2 separate regions of the Hordeum vulgare genome follow, and region 1 is linked to region 2. Evidence: chromatin contacts called from public Hi-C data. All regions are on one chromosome and are shown on one strand. Each heading gives the region's core, a stretch centred on a gene start, on an enhancer-like site or on the middle of the called end of the contact. The rest is flanking DNA. Distances are from core to core; before and after follow the strand shown.

What was found. Hi-C and Micro-C count contacts between places; a contact is called where the count stands out from the background.
Region 1: a contact with region 2 is called in a Hi-C map of leaf, with 2.9 times the contacts expected there. The contact joins the promoter of LOC123449075 here to the promoter of LOC123449073 in region 2. A contact is called at or near these places in 3 of 6 Hi-C or Micro-C datasets (leaf and seedling) and 1 of 1 datasets of contacts at active chromatin or transcription factors (embryo).

The regions. Positions count from the first base shown.
Region 1 is chr4H:485,838,374-485,841,735 of MorexV3_pseudomolecules_assembly, forward strand. LOC123449075 (josephin-like protein) reads left to right here and starts at 1,302. Exons shown (of 2, transcript XM_045126160.1): 1 at 1,302-1,679; 2 at 3,112-3,362. The coding sequence starts at 1,536.
Region 2 is chr4H:485,507,512-485,510,527 of MorexV3_pseudomolecules_assembly, forward strand. LOC123449073 (peroxisomal nicotinamide adenine dinucleotide carrier) reads right to left here and starts at 1,701. Exons shown (of 11, transcript XM_045126156.1): 1 at 1,371-1,701; 2 at 1,189-1,266; 3 at 1,008-1,082; 4 at 754-884; 5 at 532-586; 6 at 317-433. The coding sequence starts at 1,451.

The sequences.
Region 1 (3,362 bases), core at 52-2,551, 330 kb after region 2:
TATTTTTGAGCTTTCATACACTTATAACTCTAGTACATCCGTTGCATGGCAATCCCTACGCATTCACATTGATATCTATTGATGGGCATCTCCATAACCCATTGATACGCCAAGTCAATATGACCATCTCGTTCTTTTTTCCTCACAACTTCCACCACACTCTATTCCACCTATAATGATATATCCATGGCTCACGCTCATGTATTGCGTGAGAGTTGAAAAAGTTTGAGAAAGTAAGAGTGCGAAAACAATTACTTGGCCAATACCAGGGTTGTTTATGATTTAAATTCGTTGTATGGGGATGATGGAGCATAGCCAGACTATATGATTTTGTAGGGATAACTTTCTTTGGCCTTGTTATTTCAAAAGTTCATGATTACTTTGCTAATATGCTTGAAGTATTATTGTTTTCATGTCAATATTAAACTATTGTTTTGAATCTTATGGATCACAAGCATGGAGGAACAATGCCACATCGTCGTGAGGACACGTCGAATTTCAAGAAGGGGGCAATGTGAGGTCTGAAGCTGTACGTGTCAAGATTCAGTTAACTGTTCAGATTCAGTTAACAGGTGAGATCATTCCTCGTGTACCGCTCGTCATGTACCATTAGATATTTACTTCTACCATTCGACACGGGCTGCTGTCTGGGTGAGTCATTCATTCATCTCTCTAAGACTTGCTGTGATGGCTAAGCATACATCTTATAGTTGATATACATTACAAATAAACCTAGATCTAAGATGAACTTCTCTTGCGCTCTGCGATTCATACCTGGCCAAACGGGCCGGCCCGAACGGCACGGCACGACCCGACCTTAAACGGGCTGGCACGACACGACCCGCCCATGCACAACTACTAATCGGGTCGTGTCGTGTCGGCCCACGTGCTCAGGGTGGTAGTCCAGACACGACAAGAGGCACGTTCAGGCACGCCGGTCCGTTCGGCACGCTGATCCGTTTGAGCAGCTTTTTATATTTTTCGTAAAATATGTCAAAACAAGCGAAAAAGGTAAAAAAAAAATGTAAATTTGATAGAGTATTATGTGGCATAAATTTTGATAGAGTATTATGTGGAATAAAATTTGATGAAATATTATTTAGGATAAAAATGTAAAAAAAAAACTAATCGAATCGTGTTGTGCTGGCCCACGTGTTGAGGATGACAGTCCAGGTGCCTTGCACGGTCCGATTAGCCCTTGCCGGGCCTGGCCCATAGCGTACCTGACCTGCGTGCTTCTGGGCTGGCCCGGATATCCCGGCCCGTTTGGGCATGTATAGTGCGAATCTTCGATCCAATACCCCAAACCATAGTTAGGAACGCGTCACATAGGAACTCCCGGTGGGCGGTGCGAATCCCCTTTCTGTTCGGTTTGTTCAATCGTTCCGTCCACGACGAAAGGCGGCGCCGCAAAAGCCGTGCGTCTGTTTGGTGCGGTCCGGTCCGGTCTGTAATCCGCGCTGCCGTCCGGTCCGGTCTGTAATCCGCGGCGATAAAACCCAATCCCCCGCCGCCCCAGTATCAATCGCGGCAGCATGGAGTCGGGAGGCAGATCAGAAGCAAAGCCAGACGAGGAAGGGCCGGGTCCGGCGGGAAGCAGCGGCGGCGGCAGCAAGGTGTACCACGAGAGGCAGAGGATGCAGTTCTGCCTCCTCCACGCCCTCAACAACCTTATGCAGGTGACCCTCCTCCTCTCTTGCTATTCTTTTCATGATTCTCGAGTGGCTGCACCTGAGAACTTTGCGTAATCCTAAGTTTAGTACTAGTACTAATTGAGTTCAATAAATTAGATTCTGTGTATCTATCTTGCTTTCTTGTTCACCTGATTACTCCGATCTAGGTACATCGGCGGTCAGCACCCGCACCTGCGAACTAACTAGTCAAATTACTCGGCATGAAACTACGGATCGTTGTAGTAGCGGAGCGTTGTGCCCTTGGTGGGCATGTTTTTTTTACTATGTGATTGTGTTCCAACTTGTGTTGTGGTAAGATCAGGACATATTGAAAACATGCAAAGATGTACCTTCTCAGTAAAAAGAGACAACAAATGAGGTCACCATCAATTCTTTGCCCATTCGGCACTGTTCGTTCATTAGGTATGTTGATGATGATAGGTTTATGCGTACGCTTCGCAGCCTACTGTTCCACCGAATACAAATGAAGGCGTTGCTAGTTGTGCGCGTGAATAAATATATTCGTAGCTGATAGAGCTAGAAACAAATCTTTTGGTCTCGGTCAAGTTTCCTGTTGATGTTTAAATTGACGCTGACATGAATTTGGGGAACCAGGCCGTGCACGCTTGCAGCTATGTGAGCGAAAGAGGCCAAGAGGGCACATCAGTAAGAAGTATTTAAGCTACTACCTGATTGGCTTTTATTGCTTTATTTCTCACTATTATAAGATGTTATACTAACTTGTTTTCTGATTCGGATGTATATAGACGCATTTTAGTGTGTTTGTTCATGAGTAGGGCATTTTGGAGACCGAGCTCCATGGAGTCCTTTATTTTGAAAAAATCATAAATTCGTAAATTTCAATTTCAAAAAATTCTGAAAATAAACACACATGTATGCAAGGATGTAAAGTATATGTGTGAAAAATTTCAGGATGAAATACCTTGAATTGCGAGCTGCGCAAAAAAACAAAATCATGGACTTTAAAGATGAACGGTACATATGCTAAAAAGCATCAGATTTGTCTCTTTTGTGTAGCTAACATTTTAATCTATGTCGACCTGAAAATTTGCACATATGTACATTATGTATCTAGGTATATGTGTATTTATTTTCAGAATTTTTAAAAACTGAAAATTTCGAATTTTGATGTTTTCAAATAAAGTCCTCCATGGAGCTTGGTCTCCGTTTGGCATTTTTGGTTTGTTCACTCATTTTTGTCCGTATGTAGTCCATATTGAAATATCTAAAACATCTTACATTTGTGAACGGAGGGAGTAGAAGAGATATGATATTAACTCAATCGTCACCATCAACATATATACAAGTAGCATGATCTCACCATACAGTGCAGAGTCCGTTTCTTTGCTCTGAACCACCTTGTTTAATCTGCGGTTGCCATGTTTTAACTGCCATAACTGTGTTTCGTGTGGTTCAGGAAAAAGAATCTTTCACCCGAGCTGAGCTGGATGGTATTGCTGAAAATCTTGTTCTTAATGGTCCAAACAAGGACAAATGGACTCCTCTATCATTCATATGGAAGCCCCACCACAATGCGTTAACCGGGAACTATGATGTAAATGTTCTTATCGCGGCGGTAGAATCTAGAAAGAAGAAGGTGGTTTGGCATGATCATCGGAAGGGGGCATCTTCGATAGATCTGGATGCTGAAGCGCTGGTGGGTCTGAT
Region 2 (3,016 bases), core at 451-2,950:
TGACACACTAATCAATTATATAACAAAAGAAACGTGGATGTACATGGACCATCTATTACAAGGTAAACATTCATATCCACGTAAATCCTCAAACAGATATTCAAGATGCAAAATAAGTAGGAAGCTTCTATTGAGTCTATCTAAACATGAGCCCAGTCACCCTTATAATCCCACAAACTACTTAATAGTAACGTCACCTTTTCCCAACATGGGTAAGAACAAACGTTAATCAGACATGTAGTAATCAGCAAAATGTAAGTGCATCAATAGTGTTTTATCCTAGACTCCTAGAGGGGGAATGATCAGAGATACATACAACACTGATAGTTTTATGAGGGACGTTTTCCACTGGGGCAGGTTGTAGGGCCTTATCAAGAGCAGATGTCAAACCCTGATCCTGAGGGCCTTGCTGTTTGTTTGCCTTTCTGTGAGTCTGCAGACAATAATAAATTAGTGTTCAGAATATCAAATGATTTCCACTAAAGGCAGTTGACTGGGAAACACTGCTCCCAGAAACTTGCATTTCCTTACTTGCATTCGTGTGACAACAACCCAAATTGGGTTCGTTAGAAGTACATTGACGCATCTGCAAAAAGCAAACGCACAGATTTGGAATCGAAGTCAAAAGCACAAAAAGCTCCTCATCATAGCCGTAACCTTTTAGAACACACATGAGCTTACAGAAATTAAGCCCAGGAAAAGACAATGCGAATGCATGAGGTCAACCATAGATGCACAAGTAATAAGAATTACCCAGAAAGTGCAGCGACAGTGAGTGATTGGAACATCCCGACAGACCCGTCCCCAATTCCTCTAATGGACCGCCGAAGGGATGCTGCCTCCGCCCTGCTCCGGAATATTTGGTAGAAGAAGTAGTAGACACCCTAATAGCACATCAATTTGATGCAGCAGCGTGTAAATCATCTCAAAACCAAGGCCGGGCTTATTCAGAAGAAGTAAAACAAGGCAGGCAGGTAGTAGGTGAATCGAGCAACCAGCGAACGAACCTGAGACGCCGCGGTGCCGACGAGCGAGGGCGCCAGGCCGCCGTAGAGCCGCTCCCACCCCTCGTTTTGCACCACCTACTACAGCAGAAGAGGAGATCACGGAAGCATTAGAGTCGGATCAGGGCAGATTGCTCGCCAGCCCGGACGAACAGGAGAAGGGGGTCGGGGGGAGGAGGAGGACCAGGCACATCTGGCGGACGGCGCCGTCCTTGAACGCCGGTTTGGAGGGGTCCCGCTCCGTCTGCTGCCGCGCGTTCACCTGCCGCGGAAACCCTTCCCCGTTCAGCACGCGGAAGCAGCAACAAGAACAACGAGAGCGAGCGAGCGAGCGAGCAATCTGGGGCGCGGGGAGGCGGGACGTACAGTCTGGAGGGGGTAGGTGAGGAGCTGGGCGACGATCCCGCCACCGGCGCCGGCGAGGCCGTTGATCAGCGCGTCCGACATCTCCGCCCCGCCACCCCGGTGGATCGCCGCCGCGGCGTGGTGGTCTTCCCCGAAGAGACCCGAGACCCCCGCCGCCTCGGCCGCTGGTTGCTTGCCGGGCGTCGCTGGATCGTTGCCGTGGGAGAGACGGAGGAGGAGGAGGCGTGGTCTCCTCGGTTCGGTCCCGTGCTTTACTCTGCTCCCCCTTCAAGTTCAGACGTCCGCATACTGTAGCGTAGCGCTAGACGCTAGTAGTACTTCTGCTCGTCAGCTCGTGCCCCTCCGCCCACCTTTTTAAATCGGTTGTTGTTTAGCTATACACGTTTTCTGCCGATGGATGTACGGCAAGTGCCGATAGCTAAACCAAGTTTAATAATCGAATTAATTAGTGAGTTCTCCAACTGCTATCGGATCAACCGTCCCTCTTCATCAGCTCTGAAAAATAGCTGGGTTTCGTTTCGAAAGAACATACTGTACTACTGTAATCAGGTTTCGTTTCCGTTTGATTTGAGTTTGATTGATGGGGAGTGGCGAGAGGGGCTCGTATCTCACGCCTTGGCATGTTGCAACGAAAGCGCACACTCTACATTTCACAAAAGAAGACTGGACAGCGACCCAGATGTTCATTACCACGCCAACGGCACGGCACCGTCCACCCGTTTCTAAACGTGCGGGCGAATGAACCGATCAGTGATCGGTCATAACAAATAACACGAAAAAAACTAAGAGCAACTTTAACGGGGCGACTCAAAACGTCCGTCTGCGTTCGTTTGGATCGACCCGAACAAAAATAAAGCCCAACGTGTCGATGCAAATTCAAAACACGTCCGCACGGATTCATTTCCAGCCCAAAGCTACGTCTGAAATGCGTCGGCGCGGCGAAGCGGACACGACACACGTTTTTCTCATGCCCGCGTCCGTCCACATATGACGCCCTGTCAAAGCCGACGTCGTTTTTTATTAACGACGACCGTCCACCGCGGGCTCACGCATCAATAACCCATGGACGTCCTTTTTTAATCTGAGCATGCGGGGGTGGGGGGGGGCTCATCCTCTTCCAGAAGTCGCACATGTCCCATCTAGCCACCCCTGCTCCCCCGCGAGTGGCAAACCCTAGCCGCCATCATCATGGGGTTCTTCTTCGCGAAAGACAAGGGCAAGTCCTGTGTCGTCCCTGTCCGCACGCGTTCTCGAGTTGTCGACGTCTTCCCGTCCGCCTCACCAGCGGGTCACCGTACCAGTTTGTTGGAAATATGTCCTAGATGCAATAATAAAGTGATTATTATTATATTTTCTTATTCAAGATAATCATTTATTATCCATGCTAGAATTGTATTGATTGGAAACTCAAATATATATATGTGGATACATAGACAACACACTATTCCTAGGAATTTTTTTATTTCCCATATAACTTTCCCCAACACCAATTTATCAATTCTAGCGGGACTTTTCTCTACCCTTTCAGGAATTACTTGTTCATTTTACTAACACATAATTAATGTGTTACCTACGGTTGAGCAAAATTTAGTAACATGATTATGAACTTTTTTGTCCAGATTTTCAACACGCTCAAAAGTAGATAT